5 separate regions of the Mus musculus genome follow, and regions 1, 2, 4 and 5 are each linked to region 3. Evidence: chromatin contacts called from public HiChIP or PLAC-seq and promoter capture Hi-C data. All regions are on one chromosome and are shown on one strand. The core of a region is the stretch at or near the end of the contact, and the rest is flanking DNA. Distances in the headings are between cores, read along the strand shown.

Region 1 (4,358 bases), core at 851-3,350, 270 kb before region 3:
GTGGGTGGTGGGCAAGAAGAAAGGTTGAATATTTATTAAAATAGGCTGAGTGACCCCAATGGGGAAGTTAGAGTAAGGGCTGTAGGAGGTGAAGGGGTTTGCAACCTCATAGGAAGAACAACAATATCAACCAACCAGCACCCCACCCCAAGCTCCCAGGGACAAAACCACCAACCAAAGAGTAACCATGGCTCCAGATGGATATGTAGCAGAGGATTGCCTTATCTGGCATCACTGGGAGGGGAGCCCCTTGGTCCTGTGGAGTCTTGGTGGCCCAGGATAGGGAAATGCTAGAGCACTGAGGCAGGAGTGGGTGGGCAGGTGGGGGAGAAACCTCATAGAGGCAAGGGGAGAGAGAAGGGGATAGGGGGCTTGTGGAGGGGAAACTGGGAAGGGGAATAACATTTGATATATAAATAAATAAAATAACCAATAAAAATAAAATAGGCTGAAAAAATTATGCCTACATACATACACTATATTCTCTTTATTTGTGTCTTAACAAGATCTTGGCAGATTTCAGAGCTTAGCTATTTTTGAGCAGTGCTATAATAAACATTAATGTGCATTTCTCTTTAAGATTTATTTATTGTGTATACAGTATGTATGCATATATGCTTACAGGCCACAAGACAGCACCAGATCCTATTATAGATAGTCATGAACCACTGTGTGATGGCTATAAGTTGAACTCAGGACCTCTGGAAGAGCAGCCAGTGCTCTTAACTTCTGAGCCATCTCTCCAGTCCATGTCCATTCATTTCTTATGTATAGTAAAATTCTTTCCTTTCTCTTTCCTAGCAAAGGGTGCTGGTTTTAGTTTGTGACCTTTAGTTTTGAGGTTTTGTTTGTTTGTTTGTTTGTTTTCAGAATGGTTTCTGTGTGTCCCTGGCTGTCCTGGAACTCTCTTTCCTTCCTTCCTTCCTTCCTTCCTTCCTTCCTTCCTTCCTTCCTTCCTTCCTTCTTTCTCTCTCCTCCTCCTCCTCTTCCTCTTCCTCCTCCTCCTCTTCCTCTTCCTTTTCTTCACAATGACCTTTAACTTCTTGCCTCCAAAGTCCTGTAATTAAAGGTCTGTACCACCATGCTAAACAATTTTAAGTTGTTTTTGTTTGTTTGTTCTTAGAAATCTTCATACTTTATTTTTGTGTCTGTATTAATTTACATTCTCTCTTAAAAGTTATAATGACTCTTTCTCCTATATCTGGTTTCATATATACTTCTTTTAAAATTTTAAGATTATTTTTATATGTGTATGAATGTATGTATGTGCACCATGTGAGAACCTGGTGCCTGTGAATTAAAAAGGTGATGAAGCTCTTGGAGTTAAGATGTTTTCAAACGATCGTGTGGATGATTGAAAGCAATCCCAGGGCCTCTGTAAGAGTAACAAGTGCTCCACATCTTAATATTCAGAAGTGGGACAGTGTATTCTACAGCCACATTGAAGTTCTAGCCGAAATAAACCAAATCCACAAACACTATTTCTAGGAGTTTGGTGAAATGCATCTCTAATCTTAACCACCGCACAAGTTCTTCATGTTGAAGATATATTCTGAATTCAGCATTCTCTGTACGTTATAAAACCCAAACACTGTACAGTAAGCAGCGTAATGACCACCTATAGTACAAGCCCAAAGAAGCGCTGGTGAGATGGGTTGGTTGGTAAAATGCCTGATTATCCTTCATGAGGATCTGCGTTTGGATCCCCAGAACCCACGTAAAAAGCCGGCCAAGCCTCTATCGCTAAAACTGGAGGTAGGGATGTGTGTCATTGGCTTTGTCCTAATGTCACTGAGTCCTGAATGTTCACAAAAAAAGTAGTGTGAGTAAGCGGAAAGGCACGAGGAACTCACACGAAGAACTAAATGTGTGCTCTAAAAACCCCGAAGTATATTCTCTTTAAATAGAATGACACCAAATATACTCCGGGTTTACTCCAGGGGTTTGGGGGAGCCAGAGTTAGGGAGGTTCTGTAGTCAGTTTGCCGGGTGAGTTCCATTTAAACGCGCTGAAAAGAGTTAAAGAGGCGGGTCGGTACCGTTCACCAATCAGGGACGTTGTTACTTTCCTGCATGAACTGCCCAATGAGGAGCATGGATAGTCAGAGGGTGCCGCCATTGCCGCCCTGTTTGAGTCCTGTGTAGCTCCAGGGAGGCAGGTGGTGACTTGGCCTGAGTCGCTGTCCCTTCTGCTGATTGTAGGCCCTTTAGGAAGCACACTGCTCGCGTGTGAAATCAGGAAATGGTGAGTGTGCCCTGTGTTCCTGGAGTCGTGCGTGGCACGTTGGTGACATCGCGGAGGCTTTGTCCCTGTGTGGTGCCGCGGCACTGACGTTCGCCTGATTCTGTGCAGGAGTCTGTCACCCGCGCCCTCTCACCCACGTGCGTTTTAATTCCGTGCAGAGCAGGCAGCGGGGAGCCTGGGGTCTGGTCCTGTCGGTCCGGCCCTGCCCTGCCCCGCCCCCCTTCTGAAGCAGTGTCTTCTAGTCCGCTGTGCTCTCGGGTGAGACAGCGCCTCTCCAGACTGCATCGCTGGCGAGTTGGCGTGATGCTCTGTAGCATTTAGACTGTTGTGAGGGGCTTTGATAAACGCTGTTCGTTCCTTCCTTCCTTCCTTCCTTCCTTCCTTCGTGGGCATCGAACCTCAGGCTTTGCTCATTCTAGGCAATCCTTTTACCAATGAACTGTAAACCTATCCCGCATCCTGGTTTTTGCTGTTAGCGTTAATGCAGGAGGATTTGTTTGCTCCCTCTGGGCTGAGAGTGGGAGGAATGCTCCGGCTTGCAAGGAAGAGAGGATTTTCAATTTGCTTCAAAATTGTTTGGATTCACCAACCAATTGGGCAATTAATTGTCTAGGCACAGGTGAAATTTGGGGGAATTTTTTTTTTCTTCTAGCATTGCTGGCTGTAAAAAAAAAAGCATGAGATGGGATGAATAATTTAATTGTAAAAACAAACAAAAACGTGGTAGATTCTTTGGCTGTGGACTTGAACAGAAGGGATGAGAGGGTTATATCTGTTTCTATCTCATCGTTATGAATATTCGTAAGTTGTTTATATCCTCTTGATTTAATTTTAGCTTGTTGTATGCGACTCAGAATCAAACCATTTCTTGCATATATTTCTTTTCCTCGTGGGGGGTATTTTTTTCAAAATACTACCAAATGGTCCACTGCTTTTCTTTTTTCCTGTCTTTTTTTTTTTTAGTCTCTTGCAACCTCCCCTAATTTATGACTTTATTAATTTGTCTCTTCCCTCTTTTTTGTTAGCTTGACTACAGTTTTGCCTATTTTACTGTTTTTTAAAAGAACCATTTCTGAGATTGACATTGACTGTGTGTATTCTTTGAGTCAATTTCAATAATTTTTCAACTTATTTTTTACTTCTTGCTGTCTTTTGCTCTTAAGTCTGACATTTTGTTGTTTTCCTAAGACCTTGTGTTTGAGCCATTAAGTTGAACTATTTATTCGGCATTCTGAATTCTCAGTGTGTGTATGGGAAGCCGCGGTAGCTTTTTTGGCTCTAAATTGAAGATGAACTTGGAGGGTAACCAGAGGAAAATTTAATCGAGTTTTTGAGGTTGAGAGGGGGAAAGCAGAAAACAGGGCAGGCAAGCTTTAAATATTGGCATTTGTGGTTAGGCGAGAAAACAAAACAAAAGGATGCCTTTTAAGTTCAACATGGAGATCAGAGAAACAGTGAGGAAGCCAAGGGTGTTAAGGAAAGCATATTTTCTAAGTGTTGAGACTTGGATTTGAGTTCAGAGGGGACCTGATTTACAGGGTCTTGTTTCATACACGGAAGGATTACACCAGAGACAAAGTCTGAGAAAATGTGATCCATGACATGTTGTGAGACATTTGCAAAACATCCAGTTTATATACCAGGAGCTTTTCTTGAGCGCGCCCCAGTAAGAAAGGGCTTAAGATCTTCCTTTGCTGACTGGCTTCTTTCTTATGTTAATCTTCAGGTTGCTTTTTGTTTTATTTTGTTTTTACTCCTATTTTGCATTTGTATGTAAACATTTGTAGCTATGAGAGGTATGAATGAGCTTACCTCTTGCTACTGTCTTGTTTTCCCACTTGAAAATAGATTTTCTACCTATATATTTATATATCCTGATTGTGGTTTCTTCTCCCTTTCCCATCACAGTTCCCTTTCTGATTCTCATTAGGAAAACAAACAAAAACAACAACAACAACAAAAAAAAAACAAACCAGGTTTCTAAGGTAGAATAATAAAATGTAGTAAGATAACAAAAATTAACATATCTAAATTGGACAAAACAAACAGAAGGAAAAGAGCCCAAGAGAACACACAAGAATCAGAGACTCACTCCCATGCACACTCAGGAATCC
Region 2 (4,489 bases), core at 1,410-3,909, 260 kb after region 3:
TTTTTTTTTGCTTGGGAGACTATAAATGGCTGTTTCTATTTCTTTAGGGGTTATGGGACTGTTTAGATGGTTTATCTGATCCTGATTTAACTTTGGTAATTGGTATCTGTCTAGAAAATTGTCCATTTCATCATAATTTCCAGTTTTGTTGAGTATAGGCTTTTGTAGTAGGATCTGATTTTTTTGTTTTGTTTTGTTTTTTGGATTCCTCAGTTTCTTTTGTTATATCTCTCTTTTCATTTCTGATTTTGTTAATTTGGATACTGTCTCTGTGCCTCTGGTTAGGCTGGCTAAGGATTTATCTATCTTGTTGAATTTTTCAAAGAACCAGCTCCTGGGTTTGTTTGTTAAAGAATTAACAAAAAACTATACAAAAATATAGCTCTTTTTGTTTCTGCTTGGTTGATTTCAGCCCCAAGTTTGATTATTTGTTGCCATCTACTCCTCTTGGGTGAATTTGTTTCCTTTTGTCCTAGAGTTTTTAGGTGTGCTGAAAGCTGCTAGTGTATGCTCTCTCCAGTTTCTTTTTGGAGGCACTCAGTGCTATGAGTTTTCCTCTTAGCACTGCTTTCATTGTGTCCTATAATTTGGGGTAATGTTGTGCTTTCATTTTCATTAAATTCTAAAAAGTTTTTTCTTTATTTGTTCCTTGTCCAAGTTATCATTGAGCAGAGTGTTGTTCAGCTTCTATGGGTATGTCGGCTTTCTGTTGTTTTTGTTGTTGTTGAAGACCAGCCTTAGTCCATGGTGATCTGATAGGGTGCATGAGATTATTTCAGTCTTCTTGTATCTGCTGAGGCCTGTTTTGTGATGGATTATATGGTCAGTTTTGGAGAACATACCATGAGGTGCTGAGAAGAAGGTATATCCTTTTGTTTTAGGATGAAATATTCTGTAGATATCTGTTAAATCTATTTGGTCCATAACTTCTGTTAGTTACACTGTGTCTCTGTTTAGTTTCTGTTTCCATGATCTGTCTATTGCTGAGAGTGGGGTGTTGAGCTTTAGTGAAGTTTCTTTTATGAATGTGGGTACCCTTGCATTTGGAGCATAAATGTTCAGAATTGAGAGCTCTTCTTGGTAGATTTTTCCTTTGATGAGTATGAAGTGTCCTTCCTTATCTTTTATGATAATTTTAGGTTGACAGTCAATTTTATTTGATATTAGAATGGCTACTCCAGCTTGTTTTGGGGACCATTGTCTTGGAAAATTGTTTTGCAACCCTTTTCTCTGAGGTAGTGTCTGTCTTTGACACTGAGGTGCAATTCCTGTATGCAGCAAAATTCTGGATTGTTTATGTATCCAGTCTGTTAGTCTATGTCTTTTTATTGAGGAATTGAGTCCATTGGTGTTAAGAGATATTAAGAAATAGTGATTGTTGATTCCTGATATTTTTGTTGTTTGAGGTGGAATTATGTTTGTGTGGCTGTCTTCTTTTGGGTTTGTTGAAAGAAGATTACTGTCTTGCTTTTTCTAGGGTGTACTTTCCTTTCTTGTGTTGGAGTTTTCCTTCTATTATCCTTTTTAGGTCTGGATTTTTGGAAAGATATTGTGTAAATTTGTTTTTGTCATGGACTATCTTGCTCTCTCCATCTATGGTAATTGAGAGTTTTGCTGGATATAGTAGCCTGGGCTGGCATTTGTGTTTTCTTAGGGTCTGTATGACATCATATTTCTTACTGTCTTAGCTGAAGAATCAAAAAAGGAAAAAAAAATCTAATGAAGGTAGAGATCTCTGTAGAAGAGGCAGTGTAATGTTTGTAAGACCAGAGGAGATGGGTGACTTCAAGAAAACAGTGTTTTCCAGATAAGCAGGGTTGGTGCACATAAGAACTCAGAGAGACAGTGGCTACATGTACAAGACCTACATAAGTTCAATAAAGTTAGACAAAAATCCCAGCCCAGGGAAGGGGAAGTGGTAGCAAAGTCCCACTCCTAATCAAGATGCTAGGAGAGCGAAAATTGTTTTTCCTTAATGGAGTGACACAGGGAACATCAACCACACTCCAAATGAGGCCCCGTATGTGGGAGCAGCTGGCCAACACAAAGCAGAAATTTGTTGTCGCTTGCTTGTTTGATGAGATGATACATGAGGGGGTTTGGAAGACCTGTGCTTTTGAGGAAGGAGGCTGATTATTTTTATTTTTTTCATTTTATTATTTTGTGTGTGTGTGCAGGTATATTTTTCCTGCAGGTATGGTTTGTGCACCCATTGCATGCATGGTGCCCTTGGAGGCAAAAATAGGGCATCAGGCATCAGATCCCCTGGAATTAAGAGTTACAGACAATTGTGAACCACGATGAGGTTCTGGAAAGCCAACCCGAGTTCTCCAGAAGAACTTCAAAGGAGCCATCTCCCTAGCCCCAACCCTTTGACTTTTGCCCTTCTGGGATCATCAAAATATCTTGTGTGGTGATATTGAAACATGAGCTATAAATAAATGTACCAAAAAGGAACGATAAAAGTAGTGCATCTGAGAAAAAACCTTGGTGGGGCCAGGTGCTCTCCAGAGTAGGAACCAGGGTCAACTGTGAAGTCTTCCAGGGAGGAAGGAGATGTTTCTATTGTCACTCAGGATTCAGGAGGCAGGCTCACGGATTGTTGGCCAATCAAGGAGAACGTTTGGTAGCTGTGTGAACTGCCCAATGAGGAGTTTCGGTCTTCGGTGACGTAGAAAGCACAACATTTGGGGTGCCATTGTGTGTCCCCGCCATATTGTCGTCCTGTGTCTTTGACTGCGGCCCCCAGGTCTCTCTCCTCGGTATCTCTGTCCCCCCTACTGACAGCGGGAATCGCAGGAGGTCACCTGGACACCCGGTGACTGGAAATGGTGCGTGCGCAGGCTGTAGGGAGGAGGCTACTGTAAGCGGAGGCGGCAGTGGGGACGCGGCCTTCCAGGGCAGCTGAGTCTGCATCTCATCTGCTCTGCTGGGCCGCGCTGCCCGGGTCCCTCTGGATGGAGCTGGACCAGCAGGCAGAGCTGCGGTCCTGTCCTTTGCTGAGAGCTCAGTGCTGCGGGGTCTCAGGTCAGCTGGGCGCTTGCAGCCTGCGTCTCCGCAGTCTGGGAGGTGTAGGCGGAGAGTCGTGGGGAACCGTGGGTTTGGGCTCTTGTAAGGGGATTTGTAGGAAAACCGCGAGGTGAGCCCGGGTTCTATGCACGTTGTCAAAAAAAAAAAAAAAAAAAAAAAAAAAAAAAAAAAAGTAGGCTGCATTTATGTCTGCTCAGTGTCCCAATTTACTTAACAGTCAGTCATTTCTCAGCCTTTATCGGCTAGGATTTGATGAGTACACCTGGTTATCCTTGAGAGCTGGCCATTGGCAACCACGATGCATTTATCCCTATCTTAAGTATTACTATCAATAGGCAGGTAACACATGACCATTTAACACAATGGTATACAAAGTGCAAGTTACTAAATGGTTAGAAAGGCTGAAAATATAGGAGGTTCTCAAGTTGGAGGCAGAGAACTGGTAAGACTTATCAGTGAGGGTGTAGAATGTCCAATGCACGTTCCGAGCACAGGCTGTTGTTAGAAGGCCTGTTTGAAGTGAGCTGAGGTCCTAGAGCTGGAGTCCTAGGGTAGAGACGGGGCTTTTCCTGTGATAAGTTTTCTGGCTTTTGACAATTGACCCTATGACCCGTCAACCAGCTTGTTGCAGTTTCTATAGTCTCAGGCAGGGGGTTATATCTGGTTAGGCTGGTGAGTTTTATGTGCATGTATATATGATTTGGTATATTGTCAGGCGTCATTATTGAGACAGATTATTAAATTGTGCCTTTATTTGTTCTTTGTTGATATTGATATTCAGAATAAACCAGTGCAGAGTTTTTGCTTAACAAAACAGTCATGTAGGCCAGAAAGCTGATAGTTCCCAAAGCACAGAGTATCCCAGAACAGCCCCACCCCACCCTGTCTTCTCTCACATTTCAGTGACATCCGCTAGTCCTATGAGAACATGCCTATGGGTTTCACTCAAGGGAAGTTTCCTCTAAATTCCATGACTTGTATTCTTAGCCTAAGGATTCTTATAACTCTCAATAAATGCCTGACTTTCCAAACCCTTTTGACATTGCTGGACTTACTGAAAAGGAAAATTCACGTGCATGGCTTGCTCAGATTGGTCCTTATCATAAGTATTACTGGTCACGTGCATGGCTTGCTCAGATTGGTCTTTATCATAAGTATTACTGGTCACGTGCATGGCTCGCTCAGATTGGTTTTTATCATACGTATTACTGGTCACGTGCATGGCTCGCTCAGATTGGTTTTTATCATACGTATTACTGGTCACGTGCATGGCTCGCTCAGATTGGTCCTTATCATAAGTATTACTGGTCACGTGCATGGCTTGCTCAGATTGGTCTTTATCATAAGTATTACTGGTCACGTGCATGGCTCGCTCAGATTGGTCTTTATCATAAGTATTACTGGTCACGTGCATGGCTTGCTCAGATTGGTCTTTATCATAAGTATTACTGCCTTGGAT
Region 3 (4,249 bases), core at 1,154-3,653:
GTTGAGCTTGTGAACTCCAAGCAGCTATAGTTGCCTGCACAATGGGGCCTCCCCAACATCCCGTTGTCAGGCCCCACTGTTCCTGAGGAACTATTTAGAGGTCAATGGCTTGCTGGAGAAGAGTCAGTGTTTTCAGAAGTGTAGCCACTGATAAACTGGCCATGCTTCAGTAAATAACTCTCAGCCACGTTCACTAAGGTAACCATGATTAGCATCCTAAGGTCACAAATGAACAAAGCAGTGACGGCAGGAGGGGAGCTGAGGTGAGAGCAGGTTCTGCAGAAGGGGGTGGGGTAACCAAGTACAACAGCAGGTGGGAAAGATCAAAATACATGTCCACAAGTGTGTATAAAAAGGAAGAAAAGAAGCGCAGAACTCATCAGTATCTGAAGGAGGTATGTTTCAAGACCTGTAGTGGAAGACTAAAATAGTGGCAAGTAGTTAGCCTAACCACTATGGTTTTCCCTATACAGACATGTGAGAAATGTTAATTTGCTAACTAGACACAAGAAGGTATTTACAACAACATATAATGGTGAACTCGAACTATAATCGCAATATATAATGAGTCAGTTTCTGTCTCAATGCCATGGTGCACCACACTCACCTTTCTTCGTGGGCTGATGTGAAGTCACATAGCTGCTATATGATGAGATTATATGAGGTGAATGATGCACTAGCAGAGCTGCATATGTCATGATGTTACTCAGATCTACCCACAATTTAAAGTTACAAATATTTACGTCTAGAAGACTTCATTTAATGTTTTCAAACACCTGTTAAACTGAAACTCCAGAATCTATACCGAAAGTAAGTAGTTTGACCAGAAGATACTAGCCATGCTCAAAGCTCACAAAACTTGGGTAGAGTTGTCTAAAACCCTCTGGGAGATGAAGCAAATACTTTAGTTGTCATGTATTGAGCAACTGTCCTTGTGACTGCCACAGAGCTATCCTGTATGCAGGTGACTCTTTATCTGTGAGGTCTTAAGGGTAACCCTTCTTCCATGGACTTTACTGTTAAAGACTGCAGCAGCCTCACTCCCTCAATTTCCCTGGGCTTTTTCTGCTTTGTGGGGTCTGTGATACCTCTGCTCCTACCATACAATTTTGCCTTGGCTTTAGGAGTGCTGGAGAGATTTCTTGGAATATACAGGGGGGAAAAATCTACTCTTCTTTCTATTCTGTGGACCTGGAGTATTAGAACCGTATACTGAGATTTCTTTCTGTCGTCTCATCAGTAGGCAGAAGGGAAACACTGACTCATTTAAGCACAACAGGGTGAAAAGAGATTTACTGTGGCCTTAGTCAGCCTCAAGGTTATTTAGTACCCTGATCTGCCTCCCCTACATTAAATTCTTCTGTATCAAGGGCACGGCATGTTGATGTATTCCTATAACCTTATCACTTAGGAGGCTGAGGAAGGACTGTTACTTTGTGTCCAGCCTGGGCTACATAATGAGATTTTTTGTCTTAAAATAAAACAAACAAAAATATATCACCATAAACAACATGAACAAAATAACCCATGCTTTTGCAAATACAGGAAGGAAAGCTTTGAAGCTCTGCAAACTGCCTTTCAGGTCATTTTCCCACATCTTTCGTGGATATCACCAGGCTTCCTTCTAGCCCATTCTACAGGTAAGGTGGCTTAGTCATCACTTGCTATTCTCCTCAAAGCATACTTTATTATATTTTAGAATGGTTGGGCAGAGTTCTTTTCTGCAGCGATAGACGATAGACTGTAACCTGGACTTGTGAAGTAAATAAACCATATTTTCAAGTTACTTTTTTTTTTTCCTCTTTGAGACAGGGTCTATGTCCTAACTGGCCTTCAATTCGTCATCATGTCGTATGGGCTGGTGTAGTGGTCATGTGTTAACATGCCCATCTACCTGTACTTTACAGGAGGCGTCTCGCTGAGGAGACAGAAGTACAGGATTCTGCAAGAGATGGGGCTGCCCGCCGGGGTCCTGCCACCTAGAGTGCAGAGAAACCCTGAGTCCCGCAGCACCCAAAGCAATGTAGGACTGAGGATGTAGGACTGAGGCATCTACCCGGGGAACACCCGGCGCCCCTTACATTGCCCCGACGTTCGCCTCGTCTGCTCCCGGGCCCTCTTGTAGTTTCAAGAAGGCTCCAGAGGTCAGCTGTCCCGGAGCCAAAGAGGCTTAACCGTACCCGCTGCCCTCTCAGCTGACCAGACCGTGCCAGGAAGAAAGATGGCGGGTGAGGCATATCCGCTTTCTGCCGGCGTTCCTGATTGGACAGCTGGCCGTAAGGACACTTACCATAGCTGAGCCCAAGGCTTGCTGGGGCCTTAGGAATGATCCTGGTGTTGGCAGCCACACAACACGGACCCTGAACGGATACCTGTGACTCCCTCAGCTGGCAGAACTCTATCACCACAATAGTCTGGCAAGTAAGAGAAGGCCGGTGAGGAACGTCCGCTTCACCAATCGGCGCTTCTGATTGGATAGCTCGTGCTGTGCTCCGTGGTACTAATTGGATAAGCGATCAGACACCCCCCCCCCAACCCCCCCACCCCCCCCCCCCCCACACACACACACATTAGAGCTTGGTGGTAAACTCTTAATTTAATAAGTGGGGCACACATGCCATATTGCAGCCAAAGCTCTCATGGCCCGGGCAGAAATCCACTCTTTTTTCTTTTTTTTTTTCTTTTTTTTTTTTGTTTTTTGTTTTGTTTTGTTTTTCGAGACAGGGTTTCTCTGTATAGCCCTGGCTGTCCTGGAACTCACTTTGTAGACCAGACTGGCCTCGAACTCAGAAATCTGCCTGCCTCTGTCTACCAAGTGCTAGGATTAAAGGTGTGCACCACCACGCCCCGCATCCGCTCATCTTGATAACTGCATTTAAAAAGAATTTAGACTTGGTTTTTCCAAAGAAGAGCTTTCCCACTTCCCCCTGGAAACTAAGTCTGGAGTCTGCTTATTTAAAGTCAGATTTAGTTAGTGTACCATGGACAGAACCTTAGAGAAAGGGTACCTAGGCCTGCCACAGAGATAAAGGGATACCCAGCCAGGGCAGGTCCACTGGTCTAATGTCACCCATGAGAAACTTGAGATGATGTAGTCTGCATGATAGCAAAAGCTTTCCCCTTCCTTTTCACTCAGTCCATACATTTTTCAGCCAAGAAAAGAGAAATATACCAAGAGAATATACCAAGAGAAAACAGTTATGAATATGAAAAGTGCGGTTACATAGTAGCAGTCATAAGGTTCTCTAGGGACACAGGAATCAGTTCGTTTGCTCTGCCAATTAAAGCATTTTTATTCAAATTTTAAAGAAAAAATCCCAGGGAAGCAAAGTTGTAAGTCACTGCATCTGCTGGGATAGGGACCATTGCCTGGGAACAGGCACTGCAAGTTCAGCAACATGGAATAGATATATTTACCCCAAAAGATGGGCCTATCAGTTTTCCTGTCTTTGTTCAAACTGAACATCCCTAAGTTAGAAAGACTCTTCAAAGTTTCCGGATCTCTGCCTTTCTGTGTCCCCACCCCCCACCCCACCCCCACCTTCTTGTACATTTGTTTCTTTACTACTAGGAAGAGCTGTTCTTTAGTTGATTCTGCCTGCAGGGTCTGAGATTTCCCCTGTTGCTACCTGTTGCGCTGAGATTTTTTTTTTTTTTTTTTTTTACTCTTAATTCTTTAAGTGGCAGAGAAAACAAACCCTATCAAGATGGTAACAAACACGTATTTAGTAGGTTATGACCACTATCTGAAATTTTTTTAAAAAAAGTTATATCTGTCTCAGTTCATGGGTCAGAAAGGTGAGCTGACCCATCTGAACCTCAGAGAGGCTGATATGGTCTACACTAGGGAGTAGGAATTCGGTTAGGAAAAACAGCATCTTGTTAAAGGGATAATTTTCTGCATACGTCTTTAGCACAACTTAAGGTGAGCCCACCTTCCTAGGAATGTTCCTAACTTTCAGAGGTATGGTCCCCTGGTCAGGTTATTGACAGGCCCAAGTGAATTAACTTTTATATTTTAGATAGCTTGGAATGTTAGGCCAGAGATTTTATTTCATTGACCAGAGGAACTAGGTTTTTTTTTTTTTTTCCTAGTAGTCCTTTATTGCTGCTGTCCAGTTCTAAACAGTAGCCCTAATATTATTTAGGAAATGGGCTGAAATTGGATGTGTTGAGCATTTAGATCTGTAAAGTCCAAAGCTGTTCACCACAAGAGGTTAATGACATCCGGGTGGGAGTTTTCATTTTC
Region 4 (4,222 bases), core at 684-3,183, 280 kb after region 3:
CTGTAATTCTCACTATAATATGCTGATAGGAAAGAGGACACTGAAGCAGATTGCTCCTTGAGACCACAAGATTTAGTGCCAGGGAGACTGTGATGTGGTCTAAATTTCCTAGGTCTCTCTCTAAGTTTCTTGGCCTGTCATTCTCTAAACAGCACATTTAGGGAGTTTGATTACAAGCCCTAACCTAACCCTAACCTTCCTACAACATGAGGTGTCTCAGAATCAGCTCTGAGAAATAAGCTACCCAAGATGGGGGAGAGTTACCTTGTCTCTAGGCTCTTCTTTCCAGAGAACCTGTTGGAAAGTCACAGACATCTCAGTAGGGTGCCTGAAATACTGCAGGGAAATGTAGGCTGATTAACTCCTAGCTGAAACCCAATACTTCCACAAAAGAAATTATCAGGATCCCTGTGCAACCAGATCCTAGACCACTAAGGACTTCGAATGGCATATCTTGTATAATGGGTTTGCGGCAGCCATCTTTCTTCCCTCCAAGTCACACGTTAAAAGACTTCTTCCTCCAAGTGCAGGATCACCTCTTCCTCCAAAGCCTTAAAATGGATACCGCTGCCCTTTCTGAGTAGTCTCTTTATTTCCTTCCCTTTTAGGCCCCACTGTTGTATTTGACATTAACCTGACAGAAATGAATGTTTTCTTAAAAGAGCCTTTAGCTTTAACAATATTGAAACAGTGAATTCCAAGAAATTGAGATTTCTCTGGGAATCTGGTATTGGGAGAAGAAAACCCTGGGCCAGAGCTGATGCTCATCTCCTCCAGGAAAGGGATGAACAACCTCACAGAGATGGTGACAGTCCAGTAATGGGTGGCATCACCCCTCATCCTGGACTGCTTAGTATGCCCTGGGCTTTAACTTAAACTTCAGTCTCACTTTAGTAACCCCAAGATAGACTAGTGGGGAATCACTGGGTCTTTTTGTTCCTCTTCCCAACATAGCCACATTGCATAAATTTCTTCTTTTCTGGTTTTCCCTACTAATTTGCATGTTTGTCTTCACGAGGTTGGGTGGCTGAACCTGGCTTCTTATAGACTGTGACCTCAAGTTTAGTAACAGCCATCAGGAACAATCTGACTCAGTGTCTCTCTTGCATTTGACCCTTGTATATATCTGCATGGACAAGCTGAACTGTACAGCACCTCCTGTCCAAACATTGACTATTTGGAGTCAGATAATAGTGTGCTTGTGGAACACACCAGAAGTCACTGGGTCAAATTAAACACTGGATCCTTGTTAAAGCGTGAGGACTTTGCTGGTATGTTTGACCTCTTTCTATAAATTCCACTTTCTGTATGCCTTCAATAATTTCATTCCTTCATATGTTTTCTATGCTATTGACTGAATATAGGTAGCCTCCATCCCTCCCTCACACACACTCTCTCTGTGTCTGTCTCCCTCCCTCCCTTACTCCCTCTCTCCCTCTCCCCTCTCCCCTCTCCCCTCTCCCCTCTCCCCTCTCCCCTCTCCCCTCTCCCCTCTCCCCTCTCCCCTCTCTCTCCTATTCCAGACCTGGTATGCCTTTTGTCTTCTATGGTGCGATGGGGCTGTTTCCATAGACACCGAGTCTGGAATCCCTCTGTGCTTCTGTAACCCCATCAGAAAGGGGAGGAAGCAAGAATTGCCCGCTGAGCAAGTGTTGGGTCAGGAAAGCTGGGACAGGGCTCTGCTTCTGCCCTTTCCCACTGTGGGGCCAGTGAGGATCTAGGAAAGTACTCTATGCAGTCTGGGTAGGCTTGAACCTAAAATTTCTAATTTGAATCTCAATGTGGTAGGTGAGTGTGCTCCTCCAGTCGCTAAAGCTTTAGGAGGCGGGTCTGTGGATTGATGGCCAACCAGGCAAGTTGTTTTGGGATGCATATCCAATGAAATATCCAGGCATTAGGAAGATGGCCGCTACGTATCACTGAGACATCCCCTTTTGGTCCCCGCCTTATTTGGGGATCTGGATTGTTAGCATCTGTACAGGGAATCTCCAGGTCTCTCTCTCTCTCTACTCCATTTCTGCCTCACCTCCACTGACTGCAGGAACTACAAGAGGACACTAGGACATCATGTCTCTGGAAATGGTTCGTGCGGGCGATTGTGGCAGTGGGGTACAGCTCTCGTCTGCAGAGGGGTCTCTCTGACTCTGATGAGCCTCAGAGCGGGATCCTCCGGGTGGAGCTGGTCCAGGCTGCCCTGTCTCTTGCTGAGCGCTCACTGAAGCAGACACATCTGGTCTCTCGCAGTGCCAGGTCTAGGCAGAGTGGGTGGTGGTGGCAGAGGGTGGTGGAGACTAGGTACTCGGGTTGGGGGTTCTGCACCAGAGGAGGTAAGAGGTGTGTTGACCCCCGGATCTTGTGCATGTTATTCTGAAACATACAGAGACATGGATCTTTTTTACACTGTCACGATTTATTAAATAGCCAATAAATTCTTTTTCCTTGACTACAGTTTTCCAAGTAAGCCCGATTTTGCCTTCTTTCTGGCCGTGGGCAGCCACTGCTCTTTTATTCCAATCTTAATCACTAACATTAAACCACATATTAACATTTCACACAATAATGAACCAAAACACAGGTTGCAGAATGGTTAAGAAAGTGTTAGAAAGGCTTGAAAGCACACAAAGCTTTACTGGAGTCCAGGCATTGGAGCTAATACGGGGACAAAGAGGGCTGTTGAGGATCGAATAATTCTCATCGATCAACTAAGCCGGAGAAACTGCGAGGACAAAGGCGGGAGGGAGTCCTTGCCCACGGTTATTCCCCTTCTCTTGACAGCTGACCCTGTGATCACTGCCTGTGTGCCACACTCTGGTTTTGGGGTGCTCCTTGTAGAAATTCAGGTGAGGGGTTGCATATATTGTGGTTGATAAGCTCATGCGTCTAGTGTTTTTGATAAAATTTGGTACATTTTCAGGAGTTGTTTACTGATGTCACTTTGTGCCTTCTGGAGTGCTGGCAAATAGTAGCTCTTTTTCCTCTATGAGATCTTATGCTTAAAACTCGAGCAAATCAGATTAACGTTGTTGCTGAACACAATGGAGCCATTCTAGGTTTGGCATAACCTGCAACATGAACTAACTACAAGCAGCCCGCCCCCACGCCCCCCTCCACCCCCCCCCACCCCCCCCACCCCCCCCCACCCCCCGCCGTCTTTTCCTTGTCTCATTTCAGTGGCACCTGCTTTTCCAATGAGCCTTGCAGGTTGCTCTAGTCTCATCCTGTCGCTGCAGTAACATACTGACTGAAGGCAGCATGGCTCGTGAGGAAAGGGTTCTTTTGGCTTATTATTTTCAGGTCACAGTTCATCATTGAAGGAATTCAGAGGGAAAGCTCAGGCAAGCACTTGAAGCAGACACCATGGAGGAATGCTGGCTGGCTTATAAACTCATGCTAAAATAGCTTTCTTATACAGCCCAGGACCCCCTGCCTAGGGAAGGTTCTTTTCATCATAGACTGGGCCTTCCCACATCAATTAACTATCCACATGCTAATCTGATCCAGACAATTTCTCAATTGAGATGCTCTTCTCAGATAACTATAGACTGTGCCATGTTGACAGTTGAAGCTAACCAGGATGCAGATTCAAGGGACTCTTCCTCCAAATTCCCTGACCTGTACTCTTAGACTAAGGATTCTTAGGACTGGCATTGAATCCCTGACTTTCCAAGTCCTCCTAACATTGTCCGACTCATAGAAAGGGAGAGCCATATATACCTGGGATGGACAGGGTTGGCCTCTGTCAAAATTGTAATTGATGTGGTTTGTTTCTAAATATTGTTTGAAAACGGAAGTCCTGATGGAGGTAAGCCATGACAGTGTTGTGAATGTACTGTGAAAGGGGAAAGCCCTCCGTGTTGGCTCACAAGCTTCTCATAGGGTTGGGCTAAAGAAAGCTGTGCTTAAACCAGAATAAAAAGGAACGGACAAAAGATAAGAGAGCCTGATGTGATCAAGATGCCACAGTTAGCGCCCAGATTAGAGCAGTTTGCTCTGAGGTCATCTGTGCTTAGGACTACAGGAAGGACTGGTATGTGCTGGCTCAGGCTGGGAATGAATCAATCAGTGCTCACACGCCTAGAGGAAAGACACAAACTTGAGGAAAATCTGCCTAGAAAAATATTTTATGTCTCGACCAAGTGTTAAGGCAACAAATCTGAGTTGTCCTGAGTAGCAAGTATTAATCTGTCCAAATTATTTCCCAGAGCTGAGGATGTCAGCCAGG
Region 5 (4,188 bases), core at 1,092-3,591, 430 kb before region 3:
TTCCTCTCAGCCCCCACTTCTGGAGGCCTCACTAGCTAGTATGTTATCTTTCCCACCACTCCTTTTGAGGAGACCTCAACTAAATCTGAAGTTGATTCAGAAGGTTGGAAAGACGGCTCAGTAGTTAAGAAGGATTAATGCTCTTACAGAGGACTTGAGCTTTGCCCCTCCCAGCTCCCATATTAGGCAGATTATGACCACTTATATCCCTGGGTCCAGGGGAATCTGATGCCCTCTTCTGGCCTCTATGGGCACCTCCATAAACATGGTATATATAAACTCATACCAACACATACATGTACACATTAATATAAGCAAATATATATTTAAATATATTTAAAATTTAAAAAGACTGATAATGACTCCCTCTAGCCTTAAATATCCCATTTTCACTCAAGGTAGCAGGGTCTCGATGCAATGGCAGGAGACCCAGCCTCCCAACCTCTGACCTTTCATTCTAATCCTACCAGGCAGGAGTAGAACCTGATTCTGGTGCTTAGCTCCTCCCACCCCACCCCCCACCCCCAAGTCAAGCCATCACAATCTTCTATTCTTGAGTTCCCCCTCCCAATAACTAACTGCACAGGCTACCTAGTGGTTCTGGCTCAGATGGGGTAAAACTGGAGGCAGGGTAAAAGGATTCTACTGGGTGAGTGACTGATGGGGTGGCCACACCTGCCCACAGGGTAACAGCTACTGGTAGGAATGATACCAAGATGGGGCTACAGGAGAGACCACAAACAAGTCAGTAGGTCTGGGGCAGACAAAGCCAATCTGAGGATGAGTTACAATTGAGAGGAGTCGCATGTTTGGCTGGGCACAAGATGACACTATGGGTGTGTATATGTATCTGTCTGTCTCTGTCTCTCCTGTGTGTGTGTGTGTGTGTGTGTGTGTGTGTGTGTGTGTGTGTGTGTGTGTGTGTACCTAGGCTTGGCCCCTGTCCCCCAGGCCCCTCCTCTGGCAGGCTGCAGGGAGGCCACTAGCCTGGGGGAAGGGCACAAGTGCTGGAAGAGGGAAAAGCCTCCCGGGAATGTGTGTGGCTCCATCACATCCTGGGGATCCTATAGGGACCAGCACTCCACACCTAGACTTTTGTAGGCTGTGCGGGAAACCCAGCTAAAGAGGTGGAGGCTTCTCAGTGGAGGACAGAGCTTCTTTGGCCAGGCATAGGCAGCCATCAGCCTGAGGCAGCAGGCTTCCTCCAGGCGCTGCACATCTGGCCTGGCTGCTGTGAGCACACAGACAAAAGGACCAGCCAGAGGGGAGGCCTAAGGGGAGGGGCTGCACAGGTCACCACTCCCATTACCACCAACCAGCTGTTAATTAAAGTGTGTCTCCCCCTGGTAGGGAGGCTCCTTGCTTCAGAGTTCTGTGGCATAGATGACCATCTGAGGGGAAGTAGCAGCCCCAGCTCCACTCTCACAGGCAGACACACAAACAAACACAATCACACTCTATAGGGCAACCCACACTTGAATAGCAGGAAGGCCTGGTTCACTAAACCCAAACACACACAACTACATACCTCCACACCTATGTATACAGAAACACATATTTCCACATGGACACCCAGACAGCCCATAAACCCAGACAAACAGGCCTATGTGCACAGTTACACAGTCCAAGACAAGCCACAAGCCTAGCAGCCTATACACGCTCATTTAACACAGAAAGTTAACACACACACATGCACAAGTTTACACATTCATAGCAGGGGGAACTAAGAAATTCTACAAACTCAGACACATATGCATGCAGGCATTTCCACTAATAACACTCCTGAGAAACGCAAATATTCAGAGACAGACACACTTGGCATTTACATGCACGAGAGGCATTTTTCTTACCCTCACTTAGGCAAACACTCAACACACCTCAACAGTCTGCCCACACAGTCGCTCCCAGATGCTGAAAGCCATAAGGTCATACAATCCGCAGAAGCACAACCATTTGGATACGTGGCTGACCTCGACCCCCGCCCCAAACCTGAGCCAACCCAAACAGGCAGTCTGTATCTGCAACACTTAGGGACATTCGGCACCAACACAGCACTCGCACAACGGGATCCGTCCAGCACATCTTGTCCCCGAGACACACAAAGTCACTTATAATCACTGCATTCCGGTGACTGCGCCGCCCAACTGGGTCCCCAGATCGCCAGTACCTGCGTGCCTGGAGCCTTCGGTCCGCTGTAGACGCACAGACTCACCGCCCGGCGCACAGGAAGGGAGGGAGCAAGCGCCCGGTGGCGTGGCCGGGGGAGGGGGCGCGGGAAGGCACTCACTTCCTGAGCAGCCTGCCAGGGTTATTAAAAAAAAAGAAAAACCAAAAAAAAAAACCCAAACCCCGCCCGCCGCTGCTGCTGCTTCCGCCGCCGCCGCCGCCCAGGGCCTCAGGCTGGACCCAAGCCAAGGACCCCGGAGCCCGGATTACCCCGCCTCGCGAAGGGCGCCCGTGTGGGTGGAGATGCTGAGGAGGAATTTGGGATGGGAGTTGGAGAAGGTTGGGGGGGGGGGTACGGGAGAGGGGAGGCTGGGGGCGGAGATAGAAGAAGGCAGGGGGTGTGAAGGGACAGAGGTGGAGAGTGGGGGAGGAGTGGACGCACACAGTAGGGGGATGGGGGGGAGGACGGAAAGGAGGGGTTAGGCGGGAAATTGTGAGGGAGGAAAGTTTGAATAGAAAGAGGTGGAGGAGATGGGGGTCCTGGAGAAAGGGGCAAAATTGAGTTGGGGGCTAGCGAGGGGGTTGAGACAAGGGGAGAGCCCAGTGCCTTGCCTCCGTTAGCCGAGTCAACAACAGCTGTTATTTATTGAGGGCTGGTCCTTGCTCAAGCAAACATTTATTGGGCGCCTCTCCGTGTGCCAGGCATGGTGCCCGAGGCTGAGTGAATAAATCTGAGTTGGGTCCCAGCCTTCACAAAGCTCCGGTCCGGGGGCTTTGATCTGCTTTGGCTCTGCTTTTGAGTTCACTTGCTTTAACTCTCTAGCAGTGAAGAGGACCTAGTCAGTTCCATTTTACAGATGTGAAAACTAAGTCCAGCCAGGGGGGCGTCATGATCATCTTTGGGACACAGTGTTTAAATCTACGAGGAGTTTGTACATGCAGGAGATGACCAGTGCAGTGGAGCAAAGCTGGGATTCCAACCAGCTTCAATCCAGGCCTGATTGTGGGAGTGTTCTACACCATTACCCCTGGTCTCAGAATTCCAAGATTGGCCCCCACAGTGGGCTTTGGCCTTGGCCTTGACCGACTCTGATTCTAGGTTTTCTTATCCTTAGAAATGGGGTAATGACAGCCTTTGTAGGGAGCAGGGGAGGAAGAGGGGTGGTTGTGGGAGGGAGCAGGAGAGTTTCAACCACAAACATTCCCTCTGTTCTGAGTTCAGCTAGGGATACAGGTAGTTCTCTGTCTCTACGTTGAACTTAGTCTTGAACTTGGAAATGGCATGTTAAGGGCTCATGCACTGTACGAAAAATTCCTATGGTGCCCGAACCCTCCTGCCCGGACCCAACTTCTCTGGACACCCTGCCAGACCAGAGGGGCTGTTAACTTTTACATACTGCAATCCCTAGAACCCATACCCACCCCTGGCCTCCACTAACCGAACTGCCCCTTGGGCCCCTTGGCCTGAGGCACCTGCCTTTGCTTTCTCAGGTTGTACTTCTGCTGTGGCTCCAGCCACCTGTCCCCAGTCTAGGGATGGCTTCCACACTCACCGTGAGAAGATTTTCAGGACCATTTGGAGCTGGGTGGCTTCAAACTAGATTCCAGGTCCTGCTACTTACCAGCTTTGAAACCTCATTCCTCAATTAATAAGTAAATCTTAGTGTCCCCCCCATCCCACCCCCTTCTACCTTAGTCCCAGAGGGTTTGGAGGGAGTGGGGAGAGAGCCTCCTTTTCCTGCCAGTGTTGGACTCAGCCCTTGGAGGGTGGTAAGAGCGACATGATGCTTTGTCCTCGGTGAGCTCCCTTGGGACTTTTGGTTTCATATATTTTAACTTATTTATATTTTGTGTACATATGTGCATGTGTTGGGGGGCTGCGCGTAGAGGACAGAGATTGATGGATTTCTGTTCAGACAATCTGAAATGACATTTGTTGTGGTTAGTTGTGTGTGTGTGATGCTTTTTTATTAGGGCTGAGGAAATACACACAGAGAAAGACACACAGAGAAAAAGACCCCC

The links. Promoter capture Hi-C pulls out the DNA fragments that hold promoters and counts their contacts. HiChIP or PLAC-seq counts read pairs in DNA pulled down with a chosen protein or histone mark.
Region 1: a promoter capture Hi-C map of liver shows a contact between it and region 3. The contact joins the promoter of Zfp81 here to the promoter of Zfp563 in region 3. A contact is called at or near these places in 15 of 39 promoter capture datasets (the 3T3-L1 cell line, 3T3-L1-derived adipocytes, the C10 cell line and 9 more), 1 of 15 datasets of contacts at CTCF or cohesin (the NIH/3T3 cell line), 2 of 484 Hi-C or Micro-C datasets (B cells and myocytes), 8 of 115 datasets of contacts at active chromatin or transcription factors (astrocytes, bone marrow-derived macrophages, embryonic stem cells and 3 more) and 3 of 9 other capture datasets (adipose tissue, liver and macrophages).
Region 2: a contact with region 3 is called in a promoter capture Hi-C map of liver, with 2.5 times the contacts expected there. The contact joins the promoter of Zfp799 here to the promoter of Zfp563 in region 3. A contact is called at or near these places in 4 of 39 promoter capture datasets (the C10 cell line, cranial neural crest and liver).
Region 4: a promoter capture Hi-C map of liver shows a contact between it and region 3, with 3 times the contacts expected there. The contact joins the promoter of Zfp811 here to the promoter of Zfp563 in region 3. A contact is called at or near these places in 4 of 39 promoter capture datasets (the 3T3-L1 cell line, cranial neural crest, hippocampal neurons and 1 more), 1 of 484 Hi-C or Micro-C datasets (uterus) and 2 of 115 datasets of contacts at active chromatin or transcription factors (bone marrow-derived macrophages and embryonic stem cells).
Region 5: a contact with region 3 is called in an H3K27ac HiChIP or PLAC-seq map of T-cell acute lymphoblastic leukemia, with 6 times the contacts expected there. The contact joins the promoter of Adamts10 here to the promoter of Zfp563 in region 3. A contact is called at or near these places in 19 of 39 promoter capture datasets (the 3T3-L1 cell line, 3T3-L1-derived adipocytes, the C10 cell line and 11 more), 1 of 15 datasets of contacts at CTCF or cohesin (the NIH/3T3 cell line), 1 of 484 Hi-C or Micro-C datasets (muscle stem cells), 13 of 115 datasets of contacts at active chromatin or transcription factors (the NIH/3T3 cell line, the SCID.adh cell line, T-cell acute lymphoblastic leukemia and 9 more) and 2 of 9 other capture datasets (adipose tissue and pancreatic islet).

What each region holds. Positions count from the first base shown.
Region 1 is chr17:33,356,620-33,360,977 of GRCm38.p6, reverse strand. It overlaps Zfp81 (zinc finger protein 81), which reads left to right and starts at 2,100. Exons shown (of 4, transcript NM_207541.1): 1 at 2,100-2,244. The coding sequence starts at 2,242.
Region 2 is chr17:32,828,431-32,832,919 of GRCm38.p6, reverse strand. Zfp799 (zinc finger protein 799) reads left to right here and starts at 2,659. Exons shown (of 4, transcript NM_177359.5): 1 at 2,659-2,831. The coding sequence starts at 2,829.
Region 3 is chr17:33,087,521-33,091,769 of GRCm38.p6, reverse strand. It overlaps Zfp563 (zinc finger protein 563), which reads right to left and starts at 2,403. Exons shown (of 4, transcript NM_001024950.2): 1 at 2,291-2,403. The coding sequence starts at 2,293.
Region 4 is chr17:32,807,642-32,811,863 of GRCm38.p6, reverse strand. It overlaps Zfp811 (zinc finger protein 811), which reads left to right and starts at 1,933. Exons shown (of 4, transcript NM_183177.3): 1 at 1,933-2,082. The coding sequence starts at 2,080.
Region 5 is chr17:33,522,238-33,526,425 of GRCm38.p6, reverse strand. It overlaps Adamts10 (a disintegrin-like and metallopeptidase (reprolysin type) with thrombospondin type 1 motif, 10), which reads right to left and starts at 2,341. Exons shown (of 25, transcript NM_172619.4): 1 at 2,168-2,341.